Linked DNA regions of Mus musculus: regions 2, 3 and 4 are each linked to region 1. The links are chromatin contacts, called in public HiChIP or PLAC-seq and promoter capture Hi-C maps. All regions are on one chromosome and are shown on one strand. The core of a region is the stretch at or near the end of the contact, and the rest is flanking DNA. Distances in the headings are between cores, read along the strand shown. Region 1 holds the start of Tert (telomerase reverse transcriptase). Region 2 overlaps Nkd2 (naked cuticle 2). Region 3 has its middle 21 kb from the start of Lpcat1. Region 4 overlaps Slc12a7 (solute carrier family 12, member 7).

The links. Promoter capture Hi-C pulls out the DNA fragments that hold promoters and counts their contacts. HiChIP or PLAC-seq counts read pairs in DNA pulled down with a chosen protein or histone mark.
Region 2: a contact with region 1 is called in a promoter capture Hi-C map of pre-B cells, with 5 times the contacts expected there. The contact joins the enhancer-like site here to the promoter of Tert in region 1. A contact is called at or near these places in 13 of 39 promoter capture datasets (the 3T3-L1 cell line, 3T3-L1-derived adipocytes, the C10 cell line and 7 more), 2 of 484 Hi-C or Micro-C datasets (Th2 cells and myocytes), 2 of 115 datasets of contacts at active chromatin or transcription factors (embryonic stem cells and large pre-B cells) and 4 of 9 other capture datasets (adipose tissue, embryonic stem cells, liver and 1 more).
Region 3: a contact with region 1 is called in a promoter capture Hi-C map of stem cell-derived epiblast-like cells, with 2.4 times the contacts expected there. The contact joins the enhancer-like site here to the promoter of Tert in region 1. A contact is called at or near these places in 18 of 39 promoter capture datasets (the 3T3-L1 cell line, 3T3-L1-derived adipocytes, the C10 cell line and 11 more), 1 of 15 datasets of contacts at CTCF or cohesin (large pre-B cells), 7 of 484 Hi-C or Micro-C datasets (the AML12 cell line, ECoMG myeloid progenitors, the P5424 cell line and 4 more), 8 of 115 datasets of contacts at active chromatin or transcription factors (bone marrow-derived macrophages, embryonic fibroblasts, embryonic stem cells and 2 more) and 3 of 9 other capture datasets (adipose tissue, liver and pancreatic islet).
Region 4: a FOXA1 HiChIP or PLAC-seq map of pancreatic cancer cells shows a contact between it and region 1. The contact joins the enhancer-like site here to the promoter of Tert in region 1. A contact is called at or near these places in 9 of 39 promoter capture datasets (the 3T3-L1 cell line, the C10 cell line, HPC-7-derived erythroid cells and 4 more), 3 of 484 Hi-C or Micro-C datasets (all in embryonic stem cells), 1 of 115 datasets of contacts at active chromatin or transcription factors (pancreatic cancer cells) and 3 of 9 other capture datasets (adipose tissue, liver and pancreatic islet).

What each region holds. Positions count from the first base shown.
Region 1 is chr13:73,625,289-73,628,287 of GRCm38.p6, forward strand. It overlaps Tert (telomerase reverse transcriptase), which reads left to right and starts at 1,623. Exons shown (of 16, transcript NM_009354.2): 1 at 1,623-1,960; 2 at 2,063-2,999. The coding sequence starts at 1,742. RefSeq lists a promoter at 1-1,712 and enhancers at 1,382-1,401, 1,542-1,562.
Region 2 is chr13:73,826,137-73,829,135 of GRCm38.p6, forward strand. It overlaps Nkd2 (naked cuticle 2), which reads right to left. Exons shown (of 10, transcript NM_028186.5): 4 at 741-801. Among named protein-coding and RNA genes, the nearest start is that of Gm30303, 20 kb to the right of the region's middle. Within about 2 kb of position 1,560, at least 4 of the 459 cell types and tissues checked have an H3K27ac peak or open chromatin away from gene starts, as enhancers often do. A contact at or near this core is called in pre-B cells, where this site is marked.
Region 3 is chr13:73,445,205-73,448,203 of GRCm38.p6, forward strand. No RefSeq gene overlaps it. Among named protein-coding and RNA genes, the nearest start is that of Lpcat1, 21 kb to the right of the region's middle. Within about 2 kb of position 1,572, at least 89 of the 459 cell types and tissues checked have an H3K27ac peak or open chromatin away from gene starts, as enhancers often do. A contact at or near this core is called in bone marrow-derived macrophages, cortical neurons, microglia and 1 more, where this site is marked.
Region 4 is chr13:73,802,514-73,805,512 of GRCm38.p6, forward strand. It overlaps Slc12a7 (solute carrier family 12, member 7), which reads left to right. Exons shown (of 24, transcript NM_011390.2): 18 at 2,901-2,999. Among named protein-coding and RNA genes, the nearest start is that of Slc12a7, 40 kb to the left of the region's middle. Within about 2 kb of position 1,463, at least 114 of the 459 cell types and tissues checked have an H3K27ac peak or open chromatin away from gene starts, as enhancers often do. A contact at or near this core is called in the SN4741 cell line, adipose tissue and pancreatic cancer cells, where this site is marked.

The DNA of each region.
Region 1 (2,999 bases), core at 373-2,872:
CCTGGCCTCATGTCTCTAAGAACAGCTTTCTAAAGCAGGCCTGTTACACAAAGGCTCCCTTTTCCTGGCTTCATCGTTGCTGGTAGACAACTTCCACTCGTTTTCCACTTCAGTTTCTTCTACTCTGTTGTTATTTGATTCTGATGCTTGAACCCAGGGTTGTGTAGTCAGCAAGTGCTACCCCCTCCCTCCTCTTCTTTGTTTTTTTGAGGCAGGGTCTCATTTTGCCCAAGTGGACCTAAATTTCAGCATGTAGCTGGCCTGGTTTTGAATGCCTTCTCATCCTGCCTCTACTTCCCAAGAGTAGCTTACAAGTGTGCACCACCATGCCCCGCGATATTCTTATTTTTGAGACTGTTTTCTATGCTGGTTTCTTTGGGGAACTACACTAAGGTAGCTTACAAGTGTGCACCACCATGCCCCGCGATATTCTTATTTTTGAGACTGTTTTCTATGCTGGTTTCTTTGGGGAACTACACTAAGGTAGCTTCATTGTTGGCATAAATTTCTCAGTTCAGGCCCATATCTCCTAAGTAGCAGAACTAAGCAAATCTCAAACAAACCCCTCAAAAAGACTGATGTCCACTAAACGGACTTCTAAAATAGCTCCTGTAATCCTGAGCATTTACAAGGCGGCAGACCTCCTATAAGGGAGTAAATATGAAAACGCGCCTGTTCAAATGCTAGGTCGGTGGATAGAAGCAATTTCCTCAGAAAGCTGAAGGCACCAAAGGTTATATTTGTTAGCATTTCAGTGTTTGCCAAACTCAGCTACAGTAGAGATCACAGATTCCCTATTTCCCAGAGATTCAAAATTCAGCAGCCCCTCTCTAACTATGGCTCAGAGTCGTGTCATTACATATGCCCCAACAACAACCCCCACCCCTATCCTACCCCCGCCTCACACGTGCAAGTACTATCACAGTTGCCAACCTAGCAGAGCTGCCATCCTAAGGTCGAGGTCGCCGCTTTGGCTGTGTGCACAGGCAAGCGCCCTCACCCAATGGCCCTGGCCTTGCTATGGGTGCGTGAGTTGAGATGATGCTCTGGACTCTGAGGTGAAGGCCACTGGAACAGTGAAAAAAGCTAACGCAGGGCTTTTACCTAGTCCCCTTCCTTTGGTGGTGGGTGTTTACGGAACATATTTGGGATCTGAGTGTATGGTCGCACCACAATAAAGCCTTAACCTATATAGTAGAATTTCAGCTGTAATCATTAAGAACTGAGATTGCCACCACCCACCTCACTGTCTGTGTCAACCACAGCAGGCTGGAGCAGTCAGCTCAGGAACAGGCAAAACCTTAGGTCCCTCCGCCTACCTAACCTTCAATACATCAAGGATAGGCTTCTTTGCTTGCCCAAACCTCGCCCCAGTCTAGACCACCTGGGGATTCCCAGCTCAGGGCGAAAAGGAAGCCCGAGAAGCATTCTGTAGAGGGAAATCCTGCATGAGTGCGCCCCCTTTCGTTACTCCAACACATCCAGCAACCACTGAACTTGGCCGGGGAACACACCTGGTCCTCATGCACCAGCATTGTGACCATCAACGGAAAAGTACTATTGCTGCGACCCCGCCCCTTCCGCTACAACGCTTGGTCCGCCTGAATCCCGCCCCTTCCTCCGTTCCCAGCCTCATCTTTTTCGTCGTGGACTCTCAGTGGCCTGGGTCCTGGCTGTTTTCTAAGCACACCCTTGCATCTTGGTTCCCGCACGTGGGAGGCCCATCCCGGCCTTGAGCACAATGACCCGCGCTCCTCGTTGCCCCGCGGTGCGCTCTCTGCTGCGCAGCCGATACCGGGAGGTGTGGCCGCTGGCAACCTTTGTGCGGCGCCTGGGGCCCGAGGGCAGGCGGCTTGTGCAACCCGGGGACCCGAAGATCTACCGCACTTTGGTTGCCCAATGCCTAGTGTGCATGCACTGGGGCTCACAGCCTCCACCTGCCGACCTTTCCTTCCACCAGGTGGGCCTCCAGGCGGGATCCCCATGGGTCAGGGGCGGAAAGCCGGGAGGACGTGGGATAGTGCGTCTAGCTCATGTGTCAAGACCCTCTTCTCCTTACCAGGTGTCATCCCTGAAAGAGCTGGTGGCCAGGGTTGTGCAGAGACTCTGCGAGCGCAACGAGAGAAACGTGCTGGCTTTTGGCTTTGAGCTGCTTAACGAGGCCAGAGGCGGGCCTCCCATGGCCTTCACTAGTAGCGTGCGTAGCTACTTGCCCAACACTGTTATTGAGACCCTGCGTGTCAGTGGTGCATGGATGCTACTGTTGAGCCGAGTGGGCGACGACCTGCTGGTCTACCTGCTGGCACACTGTGCTCTTTATCTTCTGGTGCCCCCCAGCTGTGCCTACCAGGTGTGTGGGTCTCCCCTGTACCAAATTTGTGCCACCACGGATATCTGGCCCTCTGTGTCCGCTAGTTACAGGCCCACCCGACCCGTGGGCAGGAATTTCACTAACCTTAGGTTCTTACAACAGATCAAGAGCAGTAGTCGCCAGGAAGCACCGAAACCCCTGGCCTTGCCATCTCGAGGTACAAAGAGGCATCTGAGTCTCACCAGTACAAGTGTGCCTTCAGCTAAGAAGGCCAGATGCTATCCTGTCCCGAGAGTGGAGGAGGGACCCCACAGGCAGGTGCTACCAACCCCATCAGGCAAATCATGGGTGCCAAGTCCTGCTCGGTCCCCCGAGGTGCCTACTGCAGAGAAAGATTTGTCTTCTAAAGGAAAGGTGTCTGACCTGAGTCTCTCTGGGTCGGTGTGCTGTAAACACAAGCCCAGCTCCACATCTCTGCTGTCACCACCCCGCCAAAATGCCTTTCAGCTCAGGCCATTTATTGAGACCAGACATTTCCTTTACTCCAGGGGAGATGGCCAAGAGCGTCTAAACCCCTCATTCCTACTCAGCAACCTCCAGCCTAACTTGACTGGGGCCAGGAGACTGGTGGAGATCATCTTTCTGGGCTCAAGGCCTAGGACATCAGGACCACTCTGCAGGACACACC
Region 2 (2,999 bases), core at 310-2,809, 200 kb after region 1:
TTCTCCTCATTTTCTAATGCCTTCATCCAAAACCCACTGGCAAGGCCACATGTGGGCTAGCTGTTGGCCAAGCAGTCTTGTCTCCCCTGACTTCCAGTGTGAATGGATAAGAAGCCCTGTTTCTGGGGCTCACATATTCTCAGGGTCTCAAGCTGTGTCTTGACAGGGGCCCAGGTTGTTGGTCAGGTGTCTGTCCAGGTATGAGCTGAGAGGATGCCCAGTACCTGAGTTGCAGTAGGCAGTGCTAGGAGTCCCTCTGGGCTTCAGCAGATGTCTGAAGGGGGATCTATAGGCTAGTGCACCTACTAACTAGAAGCCGGTAAGAACTCATCACTTCTCTGTGTGGGGCTAACTCCACCAAAGATACACACATATGATAGTGACTCAAGCAGGGTTCAAGTCACAGATTTAGGACCACTCCACCACTCCACAACTGGTGCAGCAAGTGGCCATGACATTAGCTCAAAATTCAAGAGCACCAGTCCATGCAACCCAACCTCCCCACTCAGTCCCAGAACTACATACACAAACCACTGTACAGGGACCCTGTGGCTCAATATTTTGCTTCTCCTGTGGACATATCCGAGCTGCCTGCTTGGTAAGGAATCTCAGGTAACAGGTCTCTGCTTACTAAAGAACTAGCTTCTCTTGCGACTAGGAAGCAACTGATCTCAGTTGTATGCCAGTGTTGAGGGTTTTGTGGTGTGAGTCCTAGGCTCGGGGTAAAGAGCTAGACTTACCTTCTAGGGAACCCTTGTCGTCCCAGAAAGGCCCCTCCTTAGGGTCTCCATTGAGCAGCTCCTGGAAAACAACATGGCAACATAGGATTACGAACTCTAGACTGAGAAGAGCAGAGGAGGACAACAAATAAGCCTGAGCCTGAGACCTCAATAGAAACCAGCATCAGGCCTCTAAGAGGCCTTCTCGGCGTGATCTGTGGGCCCACCTAGACCACCAGCTCCTTCCAGCTTCACACAGCAGAATGTACAAATGTTGTGTGCTAGAGTCATTTCTAGGACTTGGCCTCATTGCCTGGAAGCAAAACCCACTTTCAAGCGAGACTTAGGATCTCCCAGGGCTCAGTCCCAACACTGCCAACCCACATGTATAGAAGCCTCTAATCCAAGAACCCTTATGTGTTGTCACTCTGTTCCTGGCCTAGCTTGCAAAGCTTTCCACCAAAACTGACCCCCCCCCATGGTACCCAGGGTGGCATTCACTGGAGCAGCAAAGGGGCCACGGCCTCCTTCAGGGCTGGGCTGAGGAGCAGGGATGACTGCCAAGAAACATCCTTAGCCCACAGCTGATCCCAAGACAAGTTATGGGAAAACGGGAAGGACTTCAAACACATCCAGGCAACATTTCAGCCAAGAGACTCTGCAGAACAAAAGCTCACATGGTTCTCGTGAATAACCCGCAGAAGCAAAGGCTACAAGAAAGGAAATATAAAACGTGCCACGGAAGCCATCTGCAATCAAAGGGCCCTTCGGGACAGGAGAGCTCGCAGCCCCCAGCCCAGCACTCAGGGCCCCGGGGAGCATTTCCCACCAGTTGTTTCCTGGCATTTCTGTTTGACTCCAGGTGGCTTCAAAGTTTCAAACCCTCAAGGAGATGGGAAGTTGAGCTAAGATTCATTCGTCTGGCAACGTCCCTGGGGATTACATGGGCCAGATGAGCCCTTGGGTTGGTAGCTGGGGACAGGAGGAAGATAAGACTCCTCAATTTTATATCTCATCCGGAAAAAGTATCCCAGGTACACTTTGACACATTCTCACTTGTCAGGGACTACAGGGTGGTCACTAGCCCCTACCCCATTCCTCCCTGTGGATCACATGGGATGGTGTCTGGCAGACATAGGTCTCATTCAAACCCAGAGCATGGAATGACAGAGCATATTTAAAAACCTGATGCCTTTGGGATAAGGTAGGGGGAACATTCTGTCTCTCGCAGCAAATAAGAAAATAACCATGAAGCCCCCACGCCTGAATGGACAGGCTGACTGCTCTGCAGTATGTGAGAAGGAATAGCAGAAATGCTCAGGTACGTGGGACAGAGACGGGGATAATACAGCAGTATTCGGGGCAGTATTTGCTGTGTGAGGCTTGGGGGAGGACAAACCCCAAGTGTTCGTCTCCTGAAAGGAGAAGCCAGGATAGCCTTAGGACTAACCCAAAGTGCAACATGGGGAAGAGAGAGGGGCTCCTCTCTAGGTGTTTGTCTGTCTGTCTTTGTTTGTTTTGGCTGTGCAGCAGTTGTAGGAAATACAGCATTTGAGGAACCCTTACAGAAAACCAAATGGCCAAGTTGAGTGACTAGGGCCAGGAAGTAGGGGACACTCCTGCTCATATTGACATCTAAGAACATACATAGTCTTCCTCTCTCTGGGCCTCCTAACTCATGGGAACCATTATGAATAAGATGCATACATAGCTTGTTAATCTTAGGATGTCACTTCAGGGATTACGCTAGAGATCATCTTAATGAGAAAACCTCCTAATTATTAAAAATATTAGCTACCCACATATGGCAGCATGTGCCTTTAATTCTAGCATCTGGGAGACAGAGGGGCAAGGGATCTCTGTGAGTTCGAGGCCAGCCTGGCCTACTTAGCAAGCTTCAGGACGGCCAGGACTAACATAATGAGAAAGGAGGAGACGGTCCTCATTCATTCACTGATCAAATAACCCACAGCCGGAATGAAGGCTCAAAGGGTCTGATTGTAATGAAGTGCAAGGAATCCGTCCTGGCTCTACGAAACTTTTTTTGTCTGCAATGCATAGTGACATGTCCTGCGACTGGAGGCCTGAGCTTAAGAGAGACAGGGACCAGCTTGTCCCAGCTGAACATAAGGTATGAAATTTAGTAATTTCTAAAAACCTTGGGGCTCTCTCTCTCTTTCTCTCTCTTTTTTTTTCTTTGAAGTCAGAGTAACTCACGGAGCTTCAGCTCCAGATCCTATGAAGTATGGAAACTAGGTTCAAAGACATGAACCTCAAGGG
Region 3 (2,999 bases), core at 322-2,821, 180 kb before region 1:
AGCTATGTTTTAAGACAAAGGCTCAGGGCCAACAGGATGAGAGAGCCTCCAGCTGACCTGCTGGCTTCACCCCTAGCCTGGCCTGTATCCAATGGCCTGAGCCAAGATCACTTGATGATTATGTCCCAGAGGGAGTGAGGGACAGGCCTACTACCTTCCCATGCTGATTTCTAAATGTGAAGTCGGGGTGAAGCCTAGCAGGCTGACAAGAAGGCTCTGCACCCCTAAAGCGATGCTGAAGCTCCCCTTGACCAGGAGCTTCCTGTTCTATGCTGGGCTGTGTCTGCCTTGTTGCTCAAAGGAGGCGGATCACAGTCCACAATAGGGGTCCCAGGCTGTGTTTCCCCAGGTAGAAAATAACGGAGTCTGAGACGGGGACTGTGGTTCCCAATCTCCTGTGTATCCAGACGCCACTGGGGTACGGACTGTTGGGAGTTGGAAACAGGGGTCTGCAGGTCCACACTTCTCTTTAGGGTATCTACATGCCAGGCAAAAAGGGGAAGGCTGAGCCCAGATTGGGGGGAGGGGTGGAACCCAGTTTGGTTCCAAGTGAGTGCTAAAAGAGGGAAGGACTTCTCTGGAAGATTTAGGCCTGTCTCTTTACCCTGCCCCCTAACCCAGTGTTGATCCTTGATGAAGGAAAGGGTCCTTGTTTGTCCAAACTGTTTAATTTGATGGCAGATGTGAATGTATGCATGCACCTTACTCGGGTTAAACCAAGGATTAAATACCTTTTATAGGAAGGCATTCCCAGGAATGGAAGCTCATTGGCTAAACACTTGGGGCCTATCTAGATACCTCATTAGCATGGAGAACTCCAGGTTTCTATGCTATCTGACAGATTGTCATGGTCCTCTCAGTAGGATGTCAGGGTTAGTGCTCTAGATCAGGTAGTTTGATAGGGAGCTGGCTCCACAATTGCATTTTTTTCAATTCTGAGAGTCCCTGAGGTCTGAGCCTGCTCAACCTAACCAGTTCTTCTGTCTGGTGGCATGGTCCACTTGCCCCACAGTTCTATAGAAGTCAGAGGTCCCAGGGGAAAAAAGGTCCCACCCTGTGTTGCCCTATCAGTGGGCTAGCAGATATCTCCACCCAAATACCCACAGAAATTATCTAAACAAGCCTACTATGAATCCAACGCTCACCAACTCCGGTTATATGAAGCCTCCAGCCCTTTTTCTACTTCAAGAAGTGACCTGTGTGGCCCTGCATGGAGAATATTCTATCCATCTCAGGTGCAAATCTGTCTCATATCCCATGTTGCACACTTGACTGCCTTGCACTATAAAAGTAGCAATTAGGTTTAAAAAAAAAAAAGTGTGGCCAACAAATGGCCTATTGGGTCCCATAGGCTCAGTCTTCAGGTCAGCCAGAGCCTTACTGGCCCCCTCCCCCACACCACTGCTGTGGGCGTCAGGAAATCTTGCAGTTTTCACTGGCTTTCATGCCAGGGAATCATCCAAACAGCTCAGGTTCCTAGCCAAATAAAACAGGGCCTGGAACTGCAAAGGACACCTCCACAGATGGAGCATTCATGTCCGACTTGGGAGCGGTGGGGGCCGCTCTAGCCTCAATGGCAGAGGGGTGTGACTTGAGCCAATATTTGCTTGAGAAAGAGAGCTGGCTGGGCACACACACTTCAGGGGTAAAGGAAAAGGGGTGTCTTGAATAGCCAGAGAAGCTTGTTAGGGTCCAGCAACTTTGAGATCCACAGATTCAGGGGTGTCCCCTTGACCTGCTGATCTAGAAGTAGAACACATACTGCCCAGCAGACTGACCTGATTACGGCACTTTCTCCCCAGGCCCCAGTCTATGAATTCACTACCCACAGGCCATGGAGGGGGTAGGAATCTCCCTGTCCGACACTGGTCAGGCCAGGGACAGAGGGCTTTTGTTGTACTGAGATTTCCAGAGCAGAGCTGGCTCTGGCTCTGAGTGATTTTGCTCCATAGGCGAGAGGTTTGGCCGGTGCCCAGCCGGGGATAGAAGGATCTGTGTGTGCTGTTGGGGCTGCATCACTGCCCAGCCGTGGTGGGAAAGCAGGGCAGCTGTTCATGAAGTTCCAACTTCTTGAATGAAGTCCGATTTTCCAGAATAACTCTGACATCAGGCTGTGGTTATTGAGGTTGCCTGCCTAGAAATTACATTCAGATTACAACTGAAACCTAAGATTATAAATGAGAACCTAAGACTTGCCCTTCTCTCTCTCTCTCTCTCTCTCTCTCTCTCTCTCTCTCTCTCTCTCACACACACACACACACACACACACACACACACACACACACACACACACAAAGCTGAATGGAGTAATTAAGATAAAATCCTACTCTTCCAAAAAGCTTTTAGCTAAGAAATTCAGTGCCAAGCCTCAGTCAGAAATAAGCCTTTGCTGACATTATCAGACCCATGAAAACCTGCCTATCATGGAGGTGCTGACACCACCAGATACTCAGGCCACATGGAGATGCCAAATCCCATCAGCTTTGTTCTGAAGGGAGAAAGCTTGGCCATGAGCTATAGTCCCGACAGACTGTGAAAATGTTCTGCCCGTGGAAGGCTATGTTAGGACAGCAGTGTGACAGTCAAGTATAAGATGGGGCTGCAAAAGCTGATATTAAAAAAATGAAACCATTGCTTCATTAAATACTTGTAAAGCACCCTCCCTTTTTTGAGGATTTCATTCATAGACACAGATATCTCGTATCTATCCAACCCTCTCCACCAAGTAAGCAAACAGGGACATGAACCCTGACTCTCAGACTAAAAGTCAGATGTTCAATCAGCTAGGTTATTCAAGTTCTTAAATACTTGTAATTCTTTTTCAGCATCTCACAGCTGTCACATACCCCAATCCAGCCTCAAGTCCCTTGTCCCTAACCAGGTATTTTCTTACCAATAGGAGGTACCCACAAATAAGAACAAACCCAAGACATAGCTGGAAAAGGGAAAGGGAACAGCAGGGTATGGCAGAGGATAGGAAGAGGGAAAACTCAGAGAAG
Region 4 (2,999 bases), core at 213-2,712, 180 kb after region 1:
GAGAGAGAGTGGCTCTGTCTTGGAGGTGCTCTTGTTTTTATCTGTGATATTTCTTGGGTACAAAAAAGGCCAGCATCTGCTTTAAGCAATGGTATGCTCATGTCCTTTCCTGGTGTCTCCTCTACACTTTAGAGGGGATCTCTGGAGTTAAGGCCACCCTTTGGACAGATTCGAAGGGTGTGCATGGACTCTTGTTTGTTATCTGATGTCACTGGCAGAACATGGGGAAAGGTATTTGTGTTGAAGTGAGTGCCTGCTGGGGACCCTCTGACTCTGGTTTCAATCTCCATTCTGATAAGAAATGAGAAGAGTATCTGTGGCCGGGCGTGGTGGTACATGCCTTTAATCCCAGCACTTGGGAGGCAGAGGTAGGTGAATTTCTGAGTTCGAGGCCAGCCTGGTCTACAAAGTGAGTTCCAGGACAGCCAGGGCTACACAGAGAAACCCTGTCTCAAAAATCAATCAATCAATCAATCAATCAATCAATCAATCAAACAAACAAACAAAAACCAAAGAGTTCCTGTGGCTATCTCATGTATGTCTGTTAGATTAATTTATATTCTGTAGTGCTGGGGTGGGACCCAGGACCCCATATGTGCTAGACAAGTGCTCACTCAGCCACTGAGCCACACTCAAACCCTGGTTGGATGATTTTAATCTCTATTTGCTTTTAGGCAGAAGGTTCTAAAGAATCTGAATCAGGAACATGTGTTGAGAAACAGAAGCCAAGTATTCGCCTCTCCTGGTACCCATAGGAAAGGTTTAGCATTGGAATTAGTCATTTTTATTGATCAGCAAAAGCCAGAAGGAGCTGCCCAAGGGTCCACCTGCCCCTCCTGCCTGATGGAGCTCTGCCCTTTAGTCGGACTATCAGTAGTAATATTAAACGAAGACAGTTTGGGAAAGCCATTCATTTTAAGTGATCAGAGCTTGTGTAAGAAGCTTGTTCTGGGCATTTCCTTACTATGTCAGGGTTAATATCACTTTCCCTCTACTGCAGCATTTGCATGAAAGGGCTTGAGGGTTTGAGTCACCCTATCCTTCCCTAACTAAGGGTCCTGTCTTCCTCTTCTGTGAGGTTTCCCTGCCCACAGTGGCTTTGGCAGATGTGCCAACTTCTTATCTGGACCAGATTCCTGCCTGGTCAGGGCTCTGTCCTCTAAAACCTTAGGCTGGGCAGGCGATTCTCTAGCAGTAAGGCAAAAACTAAGATCCAGCTCCAGCTCTTTGGGTCTAGCCTGGGGAAAGCAATGTTGCAGCCTTTGTCAGGGACACAGGCATCACAAAGCCAGGGCAGGGGTGTGTAGGTACCGTGTACGGTAGGCATATCCTTCTGGTCAGTCCTCCGCAGTGTTCCTCTGTGCTGTGACCTTTAGCCAGCTTCAGCCCATAGGAGGACAGAGTAGCCCTGCCACACACATGCCATCGAGCTGAGTCAGCCTCTCCAGTACTTCTCCTATGAAACCCCCATCATGGGCACTGTCCTTCCTGCCTGGGAGCAGCTGTGTCCCTGTGACCACGCCTCCCGCCTGGGCTGCCTCTCAATCACTGGCATGTTCCCCTTTTAGGACAGTGTGTTTAGATTGTTTCTGAATTACGCAGAATTCTATAAGTGGAACATGTTCCTCTTGTGAGCCTGGTCTACCCTAGATGGCTGGCTGGTGGTTGGTGGAGGTGAACACAAAGCAAGGGTAGAGGTGAAAGGATGGCTGGGAACCGTGTGTATTGTCAGTACAGCTTTAGTTGTGGAACTGTAGTGCAGGGCAGTCATTGTGGGACCAATATAGGAGGCAGTCGAAATCAGGCAAAGGAGGGAGAATAGTGAGTCTTGTGACCAGTGGAGCAAACCTAGACTAGGTGAAGTCTAAATTTGAGGTATGGGCAGAGTGGGCTCAAATCACTTTCTCCCTCTTCTGGCTTTGCTGGGGGGGGGGGGGGCTCCAGGCATTCCTAGGCTTAGCCTGTCTCCACATGGCTGCCTTCCTTCTCAGATCTCTCTTTCCTCCGTCTTGTCTGAGTTACTTGTTACTGAGTTCAGGGTCCCATTGAACAGTTAGGATACTTTTTCCAAATAAGGCCATGTTTCCCCATTTTGGCTGTAGCACGGTCAAAACGAACCCCTCTTGGGAACACCATTCAACCCGTCACTGTCCTCGTTCCCCAAACACATCTCCCTCCCACGCAACTACATTCGTTGCACTGCAGTCTCCAAAGTTGTAAGCATCAACAAGTCTGGACCTCGTCACAGGCCACACCGAAACGGACTCCTCTCTGTGCTTATTACCAAGAGATGTGGAAAAACGTTTGCCTGACGGTGACCACATGGTCTTCCTGATCTAAAAGGGAGAGCGAGCGCAAAGGCATGAGGGTCACCGTCCACATAAGTGTGAAGTCTAGTAGGGCTGTTCCTCTAGGTACCATCAGATACCCTGCACCCAACAGGACCTAGTAGGCTGCCTGCTGTAGAAGGACAGCATCCCTAGGCTGTTGACTCGTGAATGGTGTGTCCTGAGTCGTAGCGTACAATCTCTCTCTCCATTGTCCCTAAGCAGCTCTGGGGAGGGAAGAGCTGTCCTGGTAGATGCCTGACATAGTGATGGAATGACGGGAGTGGACAGGTGTGGAGACTGACATGGTGGCTTGTCTGATAGCCCTTACTGGAGCATTCCATTCCCTCAAAGGCTGTTAAAGTCGGTCCATGAAGCATGGCCCATGAGTGTTGGATGCTTATTCTTTTTAAAAGATTTATTGATTTTTATTTGTATGAGTACACTGTAGGTGTCTTCAGACACACCAGAAGAATATGTGTGGGGCTGCCTCACTGTAGGGACGAAGGGCATGTTGTCCCTGGCATGTGTCTTAGCATCCTGTACTAACACCTGCCTCCACAACTCCCACAGAATATCCGGTCTCTGATGAGTGCAGAGAAGACGAAGGGCTTCTGCCAGCTGGTGGTGTCCTCCAACCTGCGAGATGGTGCGTCCCACCTGATCCAGTCG